Regions from separate parts of the Zea mays genome. Here region 2 is linked to region 1. A link is a contact called in public Hi-C data. All regions are on one chromosome and are shown on one strand. Each heading gives the region's core, a stretch centred on a gene start, on an enhancer-like site or on the middle of the called end of the contact. The rest is flanking DNA. Distances are from core to core; before and after follow the strand shown.

Region 1 (6,047 bases), core at 1,036-3,535:
CGATCAAGAAGGTGAAGGGCATGAATGACAACAACATTTCTATTCCACATACTGCAGCATACTTACAGCACAGAAATAAAAATTTATCATATTTACTACTTCCATTTCTAATACTACTAGCATCATGTATATATTGATTGAATGAATGGTCATCTATCTCACTTGTTGGGTATATTCCATCTTCTTGTAGTCTTCTGAAGTCAAGCACTCCTCCTTGCCTTTGTTGGATCTTATGCTGTCGTGCTCCCTCTGCATGTTCATGGATAGCTTATAATTTATTGATGATGCCAAACCAGCACAAAAAAAAAAGATGTGCCTGTGCTGTGCTGTGCTTTCACAGTGATATTATTATTAAACATTATGATTATTACTATCGTTACCTTAACCAGGTCCAGATCTTGAGCAGACTGGCCAAGGAAATAAACGACCATGGAGATGAGGAGCGAGGTGGTCTCATACCCTCCCAGCAGGGAGTCCAGCACAAAGCTCACTTTCTCCTCGTCAGATAGCTCGTTGCTTGACAGCAGCACGTCAAGGAAGTCGCCCTGCTTGTTCCATGACCCAGCGCTCCTCCGCTCCTTGATGATGCCCTTCACAGTGCTGGATATCCTCTCTCTCGCCTGCCGTTGGGATTTACGCAACAAAATAAACGTAGCCACGGTTATGTACATGTAAGCATAGTGTGTGTCTATGTATGTATTGTACGCATATACTAATGAAGAGATGGATCATGGATGCTCTTTACGAACGCAAGCAAGCAAGCAAGCATGGCATGTGCTACTAAAGACACATGGTGGCGGATGATTACCCGGACAGCCTTGGCATATGGGGTCCCTGGGATGTAGAGGGGGAAGGAGATGAGGCCCTTCATGAAGGCCAGGAAGTCCTCGAGTATCCTTGCAGTGACCGGCTCCTCTGGCGACAGCCCCAGCACCTGCTTCACTATCACACTGAATGCGAACTGTGCTTTTCTCAAGGACAGAGCAGAGGACACGCGCGGCCGGCCCAGAGGAAATAGGAAAGGAAAACGAAACGATCCTGGTAAGTCAAACAGAGTCTCCATGGCAAAAAGATTGATGCAGAGGCAACATGACGAACCTTTCTTGCCTCCTCGCAGAATGCGACGACCCTGACGCCGCCGTGCCGTCGCCATGCGCCGACGACGTGCAGCGCGATCTTCTCGATGTCGCCTAGGTAGCTGGGCTTGAGCTTGGTGGAGGTGACGAGGGCGAGGGCGAGGTTCCTGAGGCGCTTGTGGTCCTCGCCCAGGACGACGAGCATGGAGGACTTGCCCAGGATGCCATGGATCGGCCTCGGGTAGCTGCACTGGAACAGCCGCTCCTCGTTCTGCAGGATGAAGTGGTTGAGGTCCTGGTCGCAGGACACCACCGTCGGGGTGCAGAACAGGTGGGACTTGAACACCCGCCCATACCTGCATATCAACAATGCATGCTGCCATTAGCTAGCTAGCTGCTAGTAGGACCATGCATGCATGCATGCATGTAAGTAAAATCTATCGTCGAGCGCCGTTGTTTACTTTCTCCTCTTTTTTTACTACTCTCTCAGATCAGATCAGACTACTGTCGTCCCGGTCTCGGAACGACCCAAGAACAAAACCGTGAGAAAAAAGGCTGCTGCTGCTAGCTTAGACATGACAGCGGCCGGCGGGCAGCGCGTCACCTTTTGCTGTCACATGAAATAATGGCGCGATACTTAATTGCACGGTAACAAGACCGATCGATCGATCCATCCATCCATCCATCCATCCATCTCATATGGCCGGCCGGTTGGCTAGTCAGCTAGGAGCCGTCCGTGTGCATGGAACACGGGCACGGACGGTGGAAAAAGGTAAAAAAGAAAGGGGGAAAAAAAGGGCCGCCGGGCCGGCCGGCGCGCGCGGCAAACGGCACTAGTATCACAGTGTACCTGGAGCAGTGATCCTCGAGGAAGCCGCCCAGCGTGTTGGAGGCGTGCGGCGTGAGGAACCTGAGCGTCTCGCCGAGGAGCGGCCACCCGAAGCTTCCCCTGGGGGCCTTGGGGTTCAGAAGCAAGGGCAGGAAGTGGTTCAGCACCAGGGTCAGGAGCGAGGCCAGAAGCAGGGTGGCCAGAGCGGCCAGCACGTGCTCCCCCGCCATCATCATCATCATCGCCCACCGCCACCGCTCGTCGTCCCTTGTTGCATGGAGCCGGCCGGCCGGGCCTCTGCGAGCGAGAGATGTATGTACTGCTTCGTTTGCTTTGCTCAATGCTCACACAGGCCCCTCTCTCCTGGTGAGCTCCCTCGCCTCTCCCTTCTCTCTCTCTAGAACGGAAGGTGAGGGGGAGCTATATAGTAGCAGAAGGCAGGGGAAGGAGAGAGAAGGGGGAAAATAAGGCTGCCTTTTGTTTCCTTTCTTTTAGCCGCCTTCTTTTCATTTGTTTAGTTAATTATTTATTTAGAGCTAGTTTTGCAGCCTATTTTCTCAAGAGATTTTTATTTTTCTAAAAGAAATTAGTTTATTTTTCTCTTTAAAAAATAGAATCACTTGGAAAGTAAAGTTGTCAAACTAGCCCTTAGTGTTCTTTTCCCTCTTTCTCTATAAACCCTTGTTTAAAGTAAAAGTAATGGAGTGGATTGATCAGGGGTTAAAATCTCACACTATTGAATTTTACTCCCTCCGGTTTCCTATTAGTTGTCGTTTAGGACAACGACACGGTCTTCAAAATATAACTTTGACCAATGTTTTTTGTTAAAATACAAATGAACTCTTAATACATTTATACTTTTATAAAAGTACTTTTTATGACAAATTGATGCATATAAATATTAGGTTCCAAAACTAAATAATAAAATAGTTATTTGTAGTTAAAATTTTATAAATTTGACTCGAACCTTATCCAAAACGACAACTAATAGGAAACTGGAGGGAGTAAATAACGAGGAATTCTAACTGACCTCGATCCCGTGGCTCCCGGACAAGCCCTAGCTAAAAGAAAAACCCTCGTATGATCTCTGATTTTACTGTTGCCAAATTACCACACAGTGGCGCAGTAGAGCACAGTAACGCAAGCGTAGGTAGCTTTTATCATGGAGGGGGGGCTATAGCTAGGACTATAGGAGGATGGTCCAGCGTGAGTAGCCTAGCATCTAGGCTGGCTGAGGTGCAGTCAAACACGCAGGCATAGAGAGTGTGTGAGAGAGACAGAAAATCTACTCCTACTAGTCTACTCCGACTAGTATTGGGAGCGCAGGTGCATAGCATAGGGCTGCGGTGCTCAAGCCCTCCCTGGTACACATTGTTAAAAGTTAAGCAAATTTTAAGATTGGTAACTTTGAGATTCTCCAGGATGCACAAATTAAAGCCACTGTAATAAAAACAAGTTGAAATACTACATACGTACATTCCGTACGTGTACGTGTACGTACCTACCGTGAATTCTACTCCTTGTTGGCGCTGTATAAATGGGCTACCTTGATCGCAGTCAATGTATATATTGGGACGCGTCGTGTTTCTTTTTGTTCCATTCTATAGTAGATGTGTTTCTTTTTCTTATTATTATGTTATTCCCCGTTGATGGTCAATTTACTCCTCGTGCAAGTACAATCGCATCGTCCTAGGTCAATGTGTGCCTCTCTATGACGAAATCAATGGCTCCCGTGGAACCTCGCATATAAGGGTGCTGTAACACAGTTACACAGTAACAACCAAAGTATCCACTGATCTTGTTCTATGTACATGTCCCACACCTATGATGGTACTGGGTTCTCAATTTTACGCTATAAAATTTTAGGATCGAGCCATATTAAGATCGAGCCCTATTTTTGTTTAATATTATACTAAAATTTATTAAGGACTCAAATGAATCGTGATCCATTACGTACCGCCCCTACCCACACCGCACGTAGGTGACTTTTTTTGTTTCACATATTATATCCTGTCAAAAGATGATATGTTATTATATATATAGATATAGATACAAATATAGATACCAATATAGATATAAATATAGATGTCAATATATATATATACATACATAGATATAGATACCAATATAAATACCAATATAGATATAGATATAGATACCGATATAAATATAGATATAGATACCATTATAGATACAAATACGGATACAAATATAGATATAGATATAGATACCGATATAGATATAAATATATATATAGTTATAGTTATAGATATAGATATAGATATAGATATCAATATAGATACTAATACAGATATAGCTATATATGTAGATATAGATAGATAGATATAGATAGATAGATAGATAGATAGATAAAAGAACATAATTTCTTTCTTTGTGTTTCCACATACAATCAAATTTCAATCTCCTACCTGATCACACAAGAAACTAAGAAAAATAAAGTCATGGAAAACAAAGTCTATTATATAATTTCCATCAGTGGTATGCATAGACCACCATACCTATTATCTCTATGGACAAACATGGTCTATGAATATCTCTCTTTGTCTCATCATACTGTAACATAGTCCAGAACCACAACCAATACTTTCCTCTAAAAACCACCTAAATAAAAGATACATATCTTGCTTTGCCAACTGAATAACATTCCAATAGTGCTAGATAGCACAATGTATGTCGATTGTGCCTACGAGGATAATTTTCTTACTTTAAGATTCGTCTCTAAAAGTCAATTTCCTAACATATGGGAAATTGAAGTTGGTTGTCTTAACCCAGTATTTGTGGAAACAACTCTCTTAATTGATTTATCATGATAACACACACAAAGAGTTGCTTAATTGTTTCGTTGCGATTACAAAAGTAACACTTTTGACTGCTCTTCCAGTTACACTTTGCTAAATTATCCTTTGTAGGGGTTACCTCTCAATGAATGTACCCAAGGAAAAATCTTGTTTTTAGTGGGATTATCAATCTACAAATTAATCTATTTATGAATGGAATATTTTGATTCATCATATGTAGATACAAAGAACGAATGGTAAATTGTCTATATTGGAAAGGTTTCATATGAACATATCTCTCTCTTGAGAAAGACTAACACGATTGATCTTAGCTAAAAGCTCATACCATATTTCTATATCATGTAATATGGCACGTCTAAAAGATATGAGCTATATTATATGGATTGTGGTATTTGGTATTTTGACGACTGGTAGCCAATCAAAGTGTCTTCCCGGAATCTTATTTGTGATCCATCTTTTGTATTGAAAGTGAGAGTCATTTCTTTTGTTCTCTACCTAGGATAAAGTTTTGGTACTCAGTTATTTATTTCTAAGCAAAGCCTACCATGTCCCATCTTCATTAAGCAATTTGGTTATCCATTTTCTAAACAAACTTTTATTCTTATTTGTGAGGTATTTTATACCTAGACCTCTTGTTCTTTTGGACGATAGATGATGTTACATTTGGCGAGTCTATATTTATTTTTGTCGTTAGTTCCTTGCCAATAGAATCCATATCTATATTGATCTAGTTTCTTATTGGTTTCTTTGGAAAATTTAAAGAAGAACATCATGAACTTGGGAAGGATACTAAGAATGGAGTTTAAAAGAACCAATCTACCTACATAAGAAAGATGCTTTACTTTCTAGCAAGATATTTTTTTCCAAACCTTTTTCTATAATTTTTCAATCACCATTTTGGAATTTTCTATGGTGCATAGGTATGCACAATATCTAAATGGGTAAATACCTTTTTTTTGTAGCCAAAACGGTCTATATATTGATCCACACACTCTTTTATTGTGCCGTAGTAGAAAATCTTGCTTTTATGAAAATCTATTTTTAAACCTAAAAGTTGTTCAAAAAATAAATAGTAATAATTTTATGTTTTTTTTGCTTGTTCCAAGTCATGATCCAAGAAGATGATGGTGTCATCCACATATTGGATAATCCATAATTAAGTCATCTTCTACTAGCTGAGGAATAACTCTTATTTGCCCACAATCTTTTGCTCTTTTTTTTTATCAAGAGTGCAAGCATGTCTGCAACGATGTTATTAAATATAATTAGAGACATGGGGTCACCTTGGTGCAACTTTGTTTGAATACTGGCTCCCTCTTAAAA
Region 2 (6,047 bases), core at 1,215-3,714, 210 kb after region 1:
TGAAAAGCGTGCGAGAACGTTGACGAATTTTTTTCTTTATTTTCCTGAATTTTTTTGACAATTTTGTCGAAACCAAACAGACCAAAGGTGAGTTTGGCCGGGCTCAGAATGGTGTCAACAAGCTCCTGTAAAAATTTCAGATTTTTTGGACACCCGAGCGAAAAGTTATGCCCGGTTTACGGAAGGTACCTCAAGTTATGTTTTAAAAACTACCGGGATGAAACAACCGTATCCTTTCTCCTTCGTTTTCTTTTTTTTGTTTTTGTTTTTTTATGTAACCGAAGGAGAAAAACAAGGAAGCGGTCGTTGACTCGGTTTGTTTTTTTTCTGTTTTTTTTCGTAACCGAAGGAGAAAATCAAGGAAACGGCTGTTGACTCGGTTTGTTTTTTCTGTTTTCTTTTTGACGTAACCGAAGGAGAAAAACAAGGAGACGATGTTGACTCGGTTTGTGGCGTGATCAAACGGGAGATGGTGGCGGCGCTAGGATTTGAATGGTGGAAGAACACAATGCAACCAGCAACAAGGAAACGCGAAAGCACACAAATTCAACAATGCAGATTATTGAAAGAAAGTGCGAGGCTCAAAAGGGTGCTGGGATAAGATCTAACCTGAATTTTTATGTGGTTTTGTGGACTGTAGGAAAAAAAACGCTCGATAAACTCACCGATCAACCTGGAAATCTGATACCAATTGATGTAGCTGAGGTGCCCGATCTTTCGGCGAGTAGAGATAATTCCGATTTGGCGGAAGATGGCCCTTGCGATCCGACTACGACGAGCAAGCCCGAGGCGCCAATGCAATCGCTGAACCAACTCCCTGTGGTTACCGACCTTGCTGATGCGAGATCGGCCTGATCACGAAGATCGTTTCCTGTGCGCAATCGAAGAACGAACAAGAACAAGATGCGAGCAATCTAATCTATTACTCGAGGGTGGAGTTCTGAATACACGAAGACAGCGCAGATTTGCGCGTGTTCGAGAGTAGCTAAGGCTAACGTAAAACAAAACTCCGAAAATAAAGGAGGCGCAGCTCCTGAATAAATAGAGAGGGGGCGCAGCCCCTAGGGGCGGCCAACCCTAGGTCGTCCATTATGGGCCGCAATTGGGCTGGTCGTCTATTCTTCCGGGCCTTCGTTCTTTAACAACATGATGTAGTTCAATTCTCTTGCACGGGCCCGAGTCACTGGCCCAGGTGGAAGGGGTGGCGCCTGGGCTAGAGAAGGTGCTGCTGGTGTAGATGTGCTCGTGTTGGTGTTGATGTCCGCATCACCTACCCTATCACTAACGGGTCGGCGTCAACCGTCCACTCTGTAACGGTCCAACCGCAGGGTGGCGCATAGGACATCGTAACCCGAGAGCGGATGAGAATATAAAGGAAGGAATTTGGCACATGGACGATCGGACAATCCGACGTTGTGGCCCGGTCAGTCTGTAAGAGTAGCCCGAACAGTCCGCGATTAGATTAATTTAGGCTGGAGTTCTTAACTCTTGCATGGTTATCGTAATGACCTATGGGAAACTGTTCCTCTTCTATAGGGTCTCTATTGGAAGGCGAGATCTAGGTTATACATGAAGCCCTCTGCGCCATCCCGAACGGTCCGCCGTCTACATGCAGACGGTCCGTGTACCTACAAAGAAGAGTGTAGTTATCTGCTCCACGACGGACGAACTGGTGTTCAACCGCGGATCGTCTGGTGACCTATCACGAATCGTCTGGCTCCTCGCAGAGAGGTCCCCAAGATCTCATTCTTCGAGAGCGCGATATAGAGATCATTGATGTTTGGATAAAAAACGTCAACGAAATGGGCAAACTTTAGTGCTACATATTTTTTTTAAAAAAATACTAGAAAACATTTATTGAATAATTTGACTTTTACAATTTAACTTATAATAAATTACTTGTCTCTATTATACTATTCTTCCCATTGGTGCAGACTTTTATTGAACCGTTTCAAAAACGTCACATCATTTTTTTGTCTATAAAACTATACATCATAAGTTTCATATAAAAAACTCTATCACCTTCTATAAACTCTCTTTCTCTCTCTCCTTATGAATCTTCGTGTCATCATACTTGTTAATATGATGGGATATCTAATGAAGATAAAGGTTAAATGAAATCACTACAGGGATAACCTTGTGCATCTTGCTTCGAGAGAGCTGTAGTTTTTATTTCTAACCATTATTCCGTTTATCAATTCATGTAGCAGTTTATGGTCGTTCCATGTAGCAGTTTATGGATTCTTTTCCCGGTTGAAGGAGGTTTGGACTAGGCTGAAACGAGACGGCGGGGCCCCATCGTTGTCACAGCCAGTCTACTCCGGCGGCCCAGCCCACGTACAGTCGAGCAGGCGATCTCGCACCCCTGGTCGCCTGGTCAGCAGTGAGCAGTCAGCGGCTGCGCGCCGCCTCGTCGGGACTCGGGGGCAGAGCTGGGGCTATCTCTTGAGCTGGTGGTCAGGTACTCAGGAGGTCATCCATGATCCATCCTGATTCTCCCTCGTCCTGCTCCCCTTTCCTTGGCCGGCCGGCGCGCGGAGTGGAGGTCGACCGACATTGAATTCCCTCTTTCCTTCTTTGCCGCTCAATTGCCCCCTTGCTCCGCGGGAAGCTGGCCACCGGTCCTGCCTGCGCAATCCATTTTGTTCGTACTATTATTGTGTAACCATTGTGCTCCGTGGAGCCGTAGAGGTGGAGATCTGGGTTGCCATTTCCAGTAAGCACCCTGATTTGCTTACTTTTGCTCCGTCCGCTATATGTCCTGGCCTCCTGGGTATTCTTCCTGATTTCACTAGGATTTCACAGGACCCTGGCCGCGTCCGCTGCGATGGGTCGAAGCGTCTGGGCGGTTCCGTTGGCTTCCCTTCTTGCGTTTGGTTTGGTGCTCGGCTCCGTCGAGGCCAGCCTCGGGGATGTTGATCCGCGTTACAGGTGAGCTGCATCTCTGTGTGTCTCTCCTCAATCTCTACTTGTCTCCAGCAGTACTAATTAGTTATGCACCGATTATTTTCTGTTGCTCAAGACATGAAGCAAAACCCTGCTTGATCTAGATTCTTGTAGGAGGATTTCCGATTTCATAGTCCCACTGTTGTTATTGTTAATCCGGTAAATCTTGGACAGGACATAACATCTATGGTCTGTTTATGACATGTAAAGATAATGATGTGTTAGTGTGTTACCGTTTGAATGTGGCTGATGACTACTCCCATGCTAGCTAGTTTGCTGCATAGTAATATATCAATTTGAAATAGGGTCCCTCAAAATAGATCACACGCGCACAGCTGAATCTCTGCGGCAAACGGTCATTTGATTAAGTTAACACTTGCTTTCTATGCCAAGTGGAACATGTATCAGTGTCTTATGAGACGAGATGTGAAGCAATAAGGCATGAGCTTTACTAGAACAACTTGATTGCCTGGTGTGTAATTTTGTAACAACGAGTTGGTTCTAGGATCCTAGCAAACATTACAACATCAACTTGGAAATAAGAATTTGGTTAATTATGTCTTATTTGGATTTGATGACATATTATGAACTAAACTTGCTATCTCTACACCTAAAAAGACTCTGACGTCATCTCTTGGTGACACCAAATCTTGATCCTTGCTCATGTGTCCGTGTTCGATATGAATCATCCTTCATTCACAGCTCATGTGTTGTCGTCCTACCCAATTTCGATACGAAAACCAGATCTCACGTCCGCATCCAATTACTGAGGTTTATGGCCATGGTGCAGTACACAGGCATATATCTAGTGTACCTAGAAAAGCCAAAGCAACTTACAATTTCGGACAGAGGGAGTACTATTTGTGAGAATGCAATAAGTTTTGAATTTATTGAATTTGACCCTATGACTTGTATATTGTGTCCATTACATTACTAGGCTTTTGAGGCTTGAGCATTGTGCCTGATAAAAACACTGCACGAAGGAAGCCTGAACCTTTGATGAGTTTTGCTGGGCCAGGTTGTGATGGAAGGGAAGCCCTAGTTGTATTGGATAGGAAGTGATTACATATTTACATATATATAGAGACCCAGGATAAACCCTAACCCTAATGGGTCGGGAGCCCAACAGTGGTGCCAACCCGGCTACGGATACATATAGGAAACACACACTCTACCCTCCCCTCGTAATCGCAACGGCAGCACCGCAAACGATGAGACTGGAGCATAAGCCGAAGGTAGGAGCCGACGGGTTGAAATCCCTCACAGTCGCAGTGCTGTGAGGGTGCAAGTGTTGCGGCTGGAGCAGAGGCCGATGTGCACTCCATGCAGATGATAGCCCCTGGATGCCGAGGTAGCTGAAGTCGAGGTGGTGTGCAGCCTCGTTCTTCGAGGGGTAGACGTTCGAGCGTCAACAGTCGGCGGGGCGACACAATAAAAGAAGAGCAGCAGCAGACCGGGGACCTTCTTGCTTCTTCTATCATCCGGTCGTCGAGGGGCCTTGCCAGGGAGGCCAGCGGCAGCACACACATCTGCGTCGGTCAGGATGGTCGTGCCTGCGGTTGAATAGAAGGGGTATCGCTAGATCCGGCCTTGGAAGACCACGACAGCGTCGGATCTAGCCATGAAGACGGCGATCCGGCCAAAGGGACGACAGATCCAGACGGGAAGGTTGCGGCAGCAGTGGATCTGGCCAAGAAAGCCGTGACAGCAACGGATCCAACTGTGGCGGCGACGAAGAATGGGGAGGGAAATGGGGCGGGTCCAACCGGGCAGTGGCCTGTACTGGGCTTGGCAGGATTGGTTTGACGCCGACGTTGAAGGAGAGACGCGGGGCGCTGCTGAAGGGTTAGGAGATGGCCGGCGGTGGCGCTGTGGAGGCAGCGCTGGCTGAAGGAGAGGCCGCCACACGCGTTGGAAGAAGGGTCGGCGCTAGGAGGACGATAGCGACACCGGAAGAGTGGGGTTGGCAGCACTTGTGCCGCCGAAGGTGAAGGGAGCCGCGACGGGGCGTAGGTCGGTCGACGTTGTCCCGAGGGGGCTCGTGCAAGGAGGGGTCATGGAGCACTAGGGGGCTCGCGTAGGGAGCTGGAGAGGGGGTGGGGCTGGGGAAGACTCCACAGGGGGAGGGTGCTGGGCTTGAGCCGGTGGCGGAGGCGCCAGATCTGGCCTGTGACGGCACCGGTGGGGGCTTTCCTGTTGGCGCCCAACGGCGACCGCAGCAGCGCTGTTCCAGGCGGCGCGTCCACAGCGGCGACGTGGGTCCGGGCGGATACGCCAGCGACGGAAGCAGAGGTCGGCGGCGCGCGAGGCCATGCAGACCGGCAGCGGCGGCCCTGTCGTCCCTAGGGAGGAGTAGGGAGCCTGGCCGAGCTCCATGCCGGCGCTTGGGAGGTGTAGGGGCAAGGCCAGCGTCAAGGAAGAAGAAGAGGTCGGCGCGTCCGCGCTGGGGGTCCGAGCAGGCAAGGAAGGGACCCCCCCAGGGATGGAATAGCCTCCCAGGGGGCTGGCGGCTAGGGGTGGAGAAGAGGGAAAACCTAGCCCTCTGATACCATGTTGGAAACCCTAGTTGTATTGGATATGAAGTGATTACATATATATAGAGACCCAGGATAAACCATAAGACTAATGGGTTGGCAGCCCAACAGTGGTGCCAGCCCGTCTACGGATACATATAAGAACACACACTCTAACAGGTTGTACCTTTTTTTGGTTGGTACTTGAGCTTGAGATTGAATTAAGTTGTACCTATGTAATGGTATAAAATTAAAATATTACTAGCTCAATTTTTTGTTAGCTTTGATGTGCAGGAATGGTAAATATGATTTCCAAAAATAGATAAATAATTATTTTAGAACATTTCGCCCATCATAGAGCATCATGTGTACGTATTCACTTTCCTGTGCATTGAACTAAAAGAAGAAAAAAGAAAGGCATTTACAAGGCGAAGTGAGATATGTGATAGCATTATTGAGAATTTAATGAGGTGAATCAACAGCAATTAACAGTTGCCCTGAACTGTGAGAATGGGTGTGAGAAACCAAACATGTTACACAACCACGAGGGAATCAGGGATGCTACGGGCCAAAAGCATTGTCCTCAGG

What was found. A called contact is a pair of places that touch in the nucleus more often than the background predicts.
Region 2: a Hi-C map of leaf shows a contact between it and region 1, with 8 times the contacts expected there. The contact joins the promoter of LOC100274102 here to the promoter of LOC100217085 in region 1. A contact is called at or near these places in 16 of 25 Hi-C or Micro-C datasets (bundle sheath, ear, endosperm and 5 more) and 2 of 3 datasets of contacts at active chromatin or transcription factors (leaf and seedling).

The regions. Positions count from the first base shown.
Region 1 is chr2:41,041,036-41,047,082 of Zm-B73-REFERENCE-NAM-5.0, forward strand. It overlaps LOC100217085, which reads right to left and starts at 2,286. Exons shown (of 9, transcript NM_001143454.1): 1 at 1,927-2,286; 2 at 1,099-1,432; 3 at 809-961; 4 at 381-620; 5 at 163-249. The coding sequence starts at 2,147.
Region 2 is chr2:41,249,848-41,255,894 of Zm-B73-REFERENCE-NAM-5.0, forward strand. LOC100274102 (Per1-like family protein) reads left to right here and starts at 2,465. Exons shown (of 6, transcript NM_001148481.1): 1 at 2,465-2,716; 2 at 2,806-2,931. The coding sequence starts at 2,828.